3 separate regions of the Muntiacus reevesi genome follow, and regions 1 and 2 are each linked to region 3. The links are chromatin contacts, called in public Hi-C maps. All regions are on one chromosome and are shown on one strand. Each heading gives the region's core, a stretch centred on a gene start, on an enhancer-like site or on the middle of the called end of the contact. The rest is flanking DNA. Distances are from core to core; before and after follow the strand shown.

The links. Hi-C and Micro-C count contacts between places; a contact is called where the count stands out from the background.
Region 1: a contact with region 3 is called in a Hi-C map of blood, with 5 times the contacts expected there. The contact joins the promoter of NDUFAF6 here to the promoter of INTS8 in region 3. A contact is called at or near these places in 2 of 3 Hi-C or Micro-C datasets (blood and muscle).
Region 2: a contact with region 3 is called in a Hi-C map of muscle, with 3 times the contacts expected there. The contact joins the promoter of VIRMA here to the promoter of INTS8 in region 3. A contact is called at or near these places in 2 of 3 Hi-C or Micro-C datasets (blood and muscle).

The regions. Positions count from the first base shown.
Region 1 is chr12:11,888,972-11,892,466 of mMunRee1.1, forward strand. NDUFAF6 (NADH:ubiquinone oxidoreductase complex assembly factor 6) reads left to right here and starts at 1,548. Exons shown (of 9, transcript XM_065902777.1): 1 at 1,548-1,782. The coding sequence starts at 1,586.
Region 2 is chr12:11,462,193-11,465,642 of mMunRee1.1, forward strand. VIRMA (vir like m6A methyltransferase associated) reads right to left here and starts at 2,183. Exons shown (of 24, transcript XM_065902509.1): 1 at 1,986-2,183. The coding sequence starts at 2,048.
Region 3 is chr12:11,693,540-11,696,953 of mMunRee1.1, forward strand. INTS8 (integrator complex subunit 8) reads left to right here and starts at 1,481. Exons shown (of 26, transcript XM_065902473.1): 1 at 1,481-1,757. The coding sequence starts at 1,628.

The DNA of each region.
Region 1 (3,495 bases), core at 298-2,797, 200 kb after region 3:
GGTACTTTTGCTGTCATGGATGTGAATATATGACGAAAGAAGAATTGATAGGACCTGACCAGTTAGATTACATTAGATATACAAGAAAGAATAGGTAAAGATGATTCCAAAGTATTTCTCCCCTGATTGTGAGAACGGGCACATTGTCCAGACGAAAAGACTAAGAGTTGAGATGGAAAAGTCCAGGTAGGCAGGAGACCAGAATTGCAAGTGGAGATAAGGGATTTTTTTTTTTTTTTTTTTTTGAGCAGGTTTAAACTTAGTGCTAAAGGACAGAAGCCCAAAGAGAAAAGAGAACGTTATGCAGGAGGGACTGAGATCCTGTATAGGCTGAAGAGAGGCTGTGTCAGGGAGTAAAACCAAGGCAGGGTGAATTGGCTGGAGTTCTTAGGTCCAGAAAACCAGAACTCTCCCTTGGGTTTAAGGAGAAACATTAAGCTAGAGTCACAAACGCTTGGGTTGAGGCTGTAAGGTAAAGCTTTAAGGTAAAGCTGAAAGGAGGAGCTTTAGCCAACAGGCAGTAAAGTTTGTCAGTTAGAGAAGGATCATGATCAGAGGTACATTTTAGAAAGATCTAGTGTGGCTCCTTGGATGAAAAGCTATGACATACCTAGATAGCACATTAAAAAGCAGAGACATTACTTTGCGGACAAAGGTCCCTCTAGTCAAAGCTATGGTTTTACATAGTAGTCATGTGTGGACGTGATCATAAAGAAAGCTGAGCGCTAAAGAATTGATGCTTTTGAACTGTGGTGTTGGAGAAGACTCCTGAGAGTCCCTTGGACTGCAAGGAGATCCAACCAGTCCATCCAACAAGAGATCGGTCCTGAATATTCACTGGAAGGAATGATGCTGAAGCTGCAATACTTTGGCCACCTGATGTGAAGAGAGGACTCATTAGAAAAGACCCTGATGCTGGGAAAGAATTAGGGCAGGAGGAGAAGGGGACGACAGAGGATGAGATGGTTGGATGGCATCACCGACTCGATGGACATGAGTCTGAACAAGCTCTGGGGAGATGGTGATGGGCAGGGAGGCCTGGCGCGCTGCAGTCCACCGGGTCGCAAAGAGTCGAACACGACTGAGCGACTGAACTGAACTGAAATGTGTGGCGGCAGCAGGAAACGTCCGGTCAAACCTGGAGGCAGGAAGTGTTATTTGGATCCAGATGTAAGCAGCTTGGACCAGGTCTCGGGTCCTGGCAACTAGACCCAACCGTAATATTTGACCGGCCTGAGATTAAGAGGGCCTAAGGAGGCTCACATGCCATGTGAATAATTGTTTAAAAGTTATAAATCAAGCTAGTAAACTGTCAAATTATTCTCCATTCTCCTATCTCGATAAACACACCTCCAGGAGGGCCTGGAAGGGAAGGGGAAAACCTGGGCGGAATCCCTGGAACTCAGGCGGGGCTTTTCCTGAAGAGCGCGGCGGCGGACCACAGCGACACCTGGCTCCTCTCCGAGCGGCGGCCGGAGGTCGCCTTCCTGCCGCCGCGCACTGCGCGGCTAGACCTGCCGGGGGCGTGGCCGAGCGTAGCCGCGCGCCGAGAGCGCGGGGTCGAAGGGCACGCGGCGTCTGTGTCATGGCGGCCTCCACGTTGGGCTCGGCGTGGGGACCTCTGCGGCTAGGCGTCCCCGGCCTGTGTTGCCGCCGACCACTCCGGGGCCTGTGGGCGCGCGCATGGCGGCTTTCGGAGCCCGTGGCGTCCGGGCGGAGCGTGGCCGCGGCTAGTGGACTTGGCGCCTCGGGTACTGACCGCTACTGCTTGGAGCTGCTGCGGTGAGAGCCCGGCCTGTCCCGAGGTCAGGGAGCAAGGCCGGAAGGGACGCTCGTGGGCGCGGCGGGCCTCGGGGCCGACCTGACCCTTGGCGTTACAACGCATGTGCCCTGGGGTCAGCCCCGGGTGTGGGGTGGGAGTGAAGCCACAGGAGCTTTCACATCGGTCCCAAAATTGTGGCAAAATTCCTTCGTTTGTCATATTGCTTGAGCCTTATCTTTAAAGTTTTTGCATGAATAGTTTTTTTAAAATGTGAAAGATGACTAGTAATTAATTTTAAGTAAGCAGTGGCTAACTTTGAGTTCTTCCTGTGTGTCAGTCAGGCATTATGCAAATTATTAGTTTACAAGTAATCAGTCTTTGCCACAAGTATGACGGACAGTTGTACACTCCAAGTTTTATGAATTAAAGCATTTAGAACAGTGTCTGGTACAAAGTAGGGGCACAGTGAGTACACTATAAACTGTATTATCTAGCAGATATGGAAACAAAGATTTAGAGAGAATTCAGGGAATTTACCCGAGTTCAGTGGAATCTAAGCCTCATAAAGTCAGAAGCTTAATGACGATTTTCTTCAGGTAACACGTGAAAGGCCTAGCACAGAGAAGTGAATTGGACGAATCGGGTTACCTGATACATCTCGGCAGGGCCCTGTCTTGTATTCCAGGTCTGACTTCAGGGATGAATGGTTTAAAATACACCGCCCCCGCTCCCCGACTTTGCTGCCTTTGATTAACAGAGTGGCAGAAAATCTCAAAATATCTGACCTCAAGGGCTTCTGAGAAGTGCTAGAGTAGTTAACCACTCTGGATTTGATTGGGCTAGTAAGTCCAATTTTTAAAAATTCTATTGTAGCAAAATGTAGTATAATGACAGAATGAATTCCCATGCATTTCAGTGTTTTGTTTTTAATTGCTTTTAAAAATAGTGTACCTATCCCGCCTTGTTTACTTGTTGATTACTTTTGGAGAAGCAAGGTAGCATTAGTGGAAATCAGGGCATTAAAAATTGTAAAAGCCAAAAAAGTTATATTCATTTTTATATAGTTTCAAATGACCGCTTTTTGATAATATACAGTTTAGGTTATCAAAATGTATGGTTACCATCCATATTCACTTGTTCAATGCAGTTTTTCTTTGACACCAGTAGTGTCCTCTAACTTTCCTATCCAGGGTTGAATCACTCTTACAGATTTCTTATATATTGTTTTAGTAATAGTCTGCGGCTATCACAGAACAGCTTTTCTCAAATACATATTTACAAATGGGGAGACGCTTAATCTGTCCCTGTTGATAATTAAGTGGAATGGAGGCTGTTGACTAGTGATTTATTGAAAAGCAGGCAGACCTTATCTGAGTTTATTAATGCTAGTTGTGTCACTTGGGAAAGTTAATTACTTTAAGATTCACCTATTTCCTCATTTGTAGATTTCTACTTCCACTTTATAAGGTGGTTATGAGGGTTAAATTACATGATGTGTATAAAAATTCAGGCACATAATGACCCTTGAACAGAGGATTAGAAGTTTAAAACAAAATGAAGCTTGAACAGAAGATGAGAACTTTTAGCTTCTAATTGTCCATTAATCTTTGCAAAATTTGGACTCTGAAATTGTGTGTGTAGGATTGTTATGGACATGTGTCTTATGCAAAGCTTCCAAATATCAGAAAAGATACCGTATAACTTCAGGTTAGCCCACAGGGGTTCTTCTAGGA
Region 2 (3,450 bases), core at 933-3,432, 230 kb before region 3:
GCATAGCTGAAACTATATTCAGAGACGTATGGCTTTGAACAAACAGAGCTATTTGACCCACACGAAATGAAAGACCACAAATCAATTCACTGTTAGTATGATATGCTAACAGGCTTTCCAGGTGGCACTAGTAGTAAAGAGCCCACCTGCCAATGCAGGAGACATAAAAGATACAGTTTCCACTCCTGGGTCAGAAGATCCCCTGGAGGAGGGCATGGCAACCCACTCTGGTACTCTTGCCCGGAGAGTTTCATGGCCATAGAAGCCTGACAGGCTACAGTCTAGAAGGTCACAAAGGGTCCGACCGGACTGAAGCAACTTAGCACACACACAGCAAATGATATGCTCCAGTTTCCAAATATCTTCATTTTTAGATCTGTAAGTTACTCATTAAAATAAGACCAAGGTTGTCAAAGTTTTTATTTTATCAAGTTCCAAAGTACATCTGCTACCCACTACCATCTCTATCTGAAGAAAGAAAAGTTTTCCCTCAAGGCACAAACGACTGAGCCTGTGTGTGTCTAAGTCACTTCATTCAGTAGAGTCCGACTCTTTGTGACCCCATGGACTGTAGCCAGCCAGGCTCCTCTGTCCATGGGATTCTGCAAGCAAGAATAGTGCTGGAATGGGATGCCATGCCCTCCTCCAGGGGGTCTGCCCGACCCAGGAATCGAACACTCGACTCTTATGTCTCCTGCATTGGCAGGCGGGTTCTTTATCACTAGGCCACTTGGGAACTCCAAAAATGACTCTATGTATAGAATAAATAAGCTTAAGGGCTTCCCAGGTGGCCGCAGAGGTAAAGAATCCGACTGCAGCCGGTGCAGGTTTGATCCCTGAGCCGGAAAGATCCCCGGAGGAGGAAATGGCAACCCACTCCAGTATTCTTGCCAGTAAAATCCCACGGACAGAGGAGCCTGGCGGTCTACATAGTCCATGGGGTCGCAGAGTCAGACACAGCGAAGTGCACACAAGGATATATTGTACAGCACTGGGAATACAGCCAATACTTTATAATATCTCTAAATGCAATATAATCTATAAAAAGTGTAAAGCACTATGTTGTACTCTTGAAACTAATAATGTAAATCAAGTATACCTCAATTAAAAAAAAAAAAAAGTTGTCTAAATTACGTCTACACTTAAAGAGAAATGTGAGCTCTGGGGTTTCTTTTAAGTTTCTCTACGGACTTCATTACTGTTCGTTGTTGGCCGGTTTTCGGGAACCTCTGGTTAACTAGTTATTTAATTTATATATGGCAGAGCGAGTCATACATTCAAGGGCACTCAAGTTAATACACAACAATTACAACAGCCCACTCTCACCCCTCAAGACAACACAATTGTTCTCTACAGTCTGACTACAAATCTCTCCTCTTCACAAGTATTCTCCATGCAAAGGACGTTCGGTGTACTTCTTGTCCTTACGTGTGAAATCTTTCTAAGAGATAAGTACTTATTAAAGTTTCAGAGCAAACTGGAGAACGCTGCAGTCTTCAACCGAATGAATGTCACGCTTGGGTGGCACGACTCCCGTTAGAAAAGGGACCTAGGAGCAGGAATTTAGAAACCAGAAAACCAACGTGACCCGCTGAGTCACCGACACTGCTGTCAAGCACAAGCTGTCCAAGACCCCTTTCGAAACACCACTTGCAGTAAACGTGATACTCAGGATCCTTTTCAAGGCCCAAAGAGGACCCGAGGGAACTAGTGGGAGAGTGGGGGGAAGCAAAGCCAAGTAGAGCAGCCAACTCAACCAAAGACGACGCGGGGCCTCAAGTAATTCAGGGAAATGAGGAGGGGGTGGGGGAGCTCCCGCCACCCTCCCCAGACGCGGCGCCCACACCCAGGATGAGAGGACAGTGTGTGATGAATTAAAGCGGCAATCGGCACAAGGAAAAGTCGAGGCACGCCTAACGACTTTTTTTTTTTTTTAGGGTCCCCACGTCGAAAAACAGGGTCGGAATCACGTCGCGAAGACGTACCTCGGCGCTCGGGTGCTTGAAAGTGTCTAAAAATAGCAGCTCCATCGCCGAGTCCACCGCCATGTTTGCCGCGGGCGGGGGAAGGGGGAGGACTTCCGGGGCAGCCCTCCAAGCTCGGCGACAGCGGCTGAGGAGAGGGAGAGACGACGGTACTTCCCGTGACCAGAGCGCTGGAGCCGGAAGTCTGGACCTATCGCTACGCGTCGCGCTGCCGGAAGTCGCCTGCCCAGCGTTCTCCAGGGCGGCGGACAGCGCTCTCCCAGCGCCGAGAGATGTAGGGGGGATGGGTGGGCGGGGAAAGGACTACGGAGTCTCCAGTGGTCCAAACCGCGTCGTCCTACCGCGTTTTAGAGCCACGACGACCTCCGGGTGGCCGAGTGCCGAGCGGGCTTAGCAGAGGCGGAGGAGGGTCAGGGAGTCCTGCCAAGTCAGGATACCCGGTCCCGGTGAACCCGCCAGCAAGTAACTTTTCCAGGGCTGGCAGGAACAAGGTGCAGTCAGCGCTCGTGAAAAGTAAGACACTTTTCTTTTTAAAGATGAAACTCTCAAAACGAAGAGGTTATTTTGTTTTTGTTTTTGTTTTCTCATCTGGAAAAATGTCCCTTGTCAATCATAATACCTAATCCACAGGCTTACTGTGAATTTTTTTTTAATTTTCAAAAAATTGTAAAACGTAAAATGCCATGAGCAGTTACCATGTAGAGTGAAAAGGAAGCCTCCTTGGCTCCCTGTTGATAAACACTGCGGCAACTGGAACTGTTTGGTGTATCGTGGCGCAAGTGCAGGAGAGAGCAATTAGGAATTCTCTAGTAAAATCACTCGTGCCCACCCCACTTCTAGCTTCCCAGGTGGCTCTGTGGTCTAGAAGCCACCTGTCAATGGAGGAAACGCCGGAGACTCCGGTTAGACCCCTGGATCAGGAAGATCCTCTGGAGCAGAAAATGGCAACCCACTCCAGTATTCTTGCCTGGAAAATTCTATGGACAGAGGAACTTGGTGGGCTGCAGTTCATCTGTGGCAAAGAGTCTGAAGCGACTGAGCATGCATACCCACACACCCCACTTTTACGAAACTTCTTGCACATGTGCCCAGAGAAATACCTACAGATACAAGAGTATTCATGGCAACACTTTATAGTTTTAAAAAACTGTAAACTTAATTGTCATTAATATGAAATAATCAAAAAGAAAAAAGATCTCAAAAAAATCAGTAAACTCTGGTATGTTTATGCAATGCAAAATATAAAGCAGGTAGAAAGAATGCTGTATTTAATGCTAAATGCAGTTCTATATGTACTAACATGGATAATCTAAAAAATGGTTAAGCAAATACCCATTCACATGTTGAAAAGTGTACAGCATTTAAATAGTTTTAAACATATAAAATAAATTTTTAGGAGCATATATATGTTACAAAATTAAAAAGAAAAGCACTGGAGTGATAAACACTAAAATTTCAAGATAGC
Region 3 (3,414 bases), core at 231-2,730:
CTGTGTGGGTCACAATAAACTGTGGAAAATTCTGAAAGAGATGGGAATATCAGTCCACCTGACCTGCCTCCTGAGAAATCTGTATGCAGGTCAGCTAGCAAAAGTTACAACTGGACATGGAACAACAAACTGGTTCCAAATAGGAAAAGAGTACATCAAGGCTGTATATTGTCACCTTGCTTATTTTAACTTATATGCAGAGCACATCATGAGAAATGCTGGGCTGGATGAAGCACAAGCTGGAATCAAGATTGCCAGGAGAAATACCAATAACCTCAGATATGCAGACGACACCACCCTTATGGCAGAAAGTGAAGAACTAAAGAGCCTCTTGATGAAAGCGAAAGAGGAGAGTGAAAAAGTTGGTTTAAAGCTCAACATTCGGAAAACAAAGATCATGGCATCTGGTCCCATCACTTCATGGCAAATAGATGGGGAAACAGTGGAAATGGTGACTGACTTTAATTTGGGGGGGCTCCAAAATCACTGCATGCAAAAACCACTACAATATTGTAAAGTAATTAGCCTCCAACTAATAAAAATAAATGGAAAGAAACAAAAACAAAATCACTGCATGGTGACTGCAGCCATGAAATTAAAGGATGCTTGTTCCTTGGAAGAAAAGTTATGACCAATCTAGACAGCATATTAAAAAGCAGAGACATTACTTTGCCAACAAAGGTCCATCTAGTCAAGGCTATGGCTTTTTCAGTAGTCATGCATTGATGTGAGAGTTGGAGTATAAAGAAAATTGAGCACCGAAGATTTGATGCTCTTTAACTGTGGTGTTGGAGAAGACTCTTGAGAGTCCCTTGGACTGCAAGGAGATCTAACCAGTCCATCCTAAAGGAAATCAGTCCTGAGTATTCTTTGGAAGCACTGATGTTGAAGCTGCAACTCCAATATTTTGGCACCTGATGGGAAGAACTGACTCATTTGAAAAGACCCTGATGCTGGGAAAGATTGAAGGCAGGAGAAGGGGATGACTGAGAATGAGATGGTTGGATGGCCTCACTGACTCCATGCAGATGAGTTTGAGTAAACTCCAGGAGTTGGTGATGGACAGGGAGGCCTGCAGTCCATGCTGCAGTCCATGGGGTTGCAAAGAGTTGGACACGACTGAGCGACTGAACCGAACTGAAATCTCAGAAATGGAAGCCGGAAAATTGAAATAAACAAAAACAGATTTGCCTAGATCACAGTCTGAACCTGTAGCGTTCACTAACGTTTCCGAAGACTCTGAGGCCTGCCGAAGAGGCTGTTCTGTCGGCTGGCCAAGAAACGCCCAGGAAACAGGGAAAGCCAATACAGCGACGCAGTTCACCCTAAAGCCGTCTCCCAGGGTAACTGGGAGGAGGCGTGGCCTGGACATAGGCCACGCCCTCCTCGTCCAACTCGAATAACGATTGGTCTGAAAGCGCGGCGGGGGTGGGGTGGGGGCGGATCCAGAACGCCCAGCCCCGGTAGGGGGTCAGGCCGCCATTTTGGGTTGTGTTGGTTTCCGGGACGTTCCGCGTGCCTTCTCGCTTCCGGGCAGTTCCGCACGTCAGGGGCCCCCAGGGTCCCGCGTCCGAGCGTCAGGTTGGAGCCAGGAAGCGTCCCTGGGGGTAGCGGCGGCGGGGGCAGGATGAGCGCGGAGGCGGCGGACCGGGAGGCGGCCACCTCCAGCCGCCCCTGCACCCCGCCGCAGACCTCCTGGTTTGAGTTCCTGCTGCAGGAGTCGCTGTTGGAGAAACACCTGCGCAAGCCCTGCCCGGGTAAGCGCGGCGCCCGTGGCCCGGGGACTGCCCTCGGGGCTCCCACCGCCCCGCGCCTTCCTCGGCCGCGACTCCGCGGTCCGGGGAGGCGGGCCTCGGGGCCGAGCTCTGGCGCCGCCCGGTCTCTGACTGGGCATCACACAGGCCCGCGCGGGGCGCAGCTGCGGGAGGCAATAAGAATAGCGGGAAACAGAGACCCTCCCGCGCCCTCCCCCTTTTCGTGTTTGCCGTCTTGTCGCCTCTCTGGTGGCCTTGTGACCGTGCTCGGCTTGGGGCCTCAACCCTCCCATGGGGCTGAAACCCGGACAGTTTGGGCAGGGAATGCGGTCTGCGCATCAGCTGTTCAGAGGCTGGTCCTGACGCTTAATAACTATCTTAGGTCCTTATTTTAACTGTTTTATTTCTCAACGAGGGGATTCTGCTGACTCAATTATTCCAAAGTTGGGCTGTAAATCAAAGCGAAAACTTCTGAAGGCAGAAAATGCTATCACAGTTTCAAGATGGTTATTCTATAATGATGTTCATGATTGATACCGCAGTTCAGGAGTGCCGTTTAGGGAAGGTGGGAAATAACGGATATTTCTGGAAAGAGGTATTGGCCTGAAAAGGTGAATTCCTTGGATGAAATTTTGCTGACAGAGTTCGAATCCAGATGTGGCTTGTTCAGTCTAATCTGCTGGCCATAACTGGTGGAGATTCCTGGGCGAGAAGTTGGTGTACTTCACGTGGGCGGTTTTACCACTGTATTGTATTAATGTGCTTTTAATTCATTGCTTTTGATGAACGTTGGCTGAGTGTTTCTGGGTGCTTCATGCTTCATATCTGCATTCTTGTATAATTCCGTCTTCATGATAGGTAGGTGATCCTCTATTTTGCATAGACAGAAACAGGTGCAGAGAGGTAACTTGAGGTAGGTCCCACTAATTAAGCGTTAAAGCAAAAATTTTAAACATGGCATTTCTTTCCCCTAATTGACAATTGTTGTTTGCTGAACTGGAATTTGTAACTATTATGTTCTGTCCTCTAAAGTGCTTTCGTCTGCAAGAATCTGTTATCTTTCCTTCTTACATCCTTCCTGATCTTTAGTTTTAATAGCCAGGCGCACTTCTTGTGAATCATAATCCTTAGTCATTGTAACTACACAACTGTTTGGATCCCCTTTTTTACCCCTTAACTTTCAAGAAAGTTGAAGACTAGTTGATTTATGATGATTTGGGTGTACAGTAAAGTGGTTCAGTTATATGTATTTACCTGTTCTTTTCAGATTGTTTTCCATTGTGCATGTGCCTAGTCGCTCAGTCGTGTCGCTCTTGCGACCCCATGAACTATAGCCATGGGATTCTCCAGGCCAGAATACTGGAGTGGATTGTTACAGGTTATTAAAATAACCTATTTGAATATAGTTCAATATCGAGTATAGTTCCCTGTGCTGTGTAGTTTTGATATATTGATATGTAATATAGTTCAATATGTTGATGTTGAATATAGTTCCCTGTGCTATATAGTAGGTCCTTGTTGTCTATCTCATGTATAGTGTGTATCTCTTAGTCCCAAGTTCCTGGTTTATCCTTAACCCCCAACTCCTTTGGTAACCATAAATTTGTTTTCTTTCTGACTCTATTTCTATTTTGTAAGTTCATTTGTTTTATTATTTTTA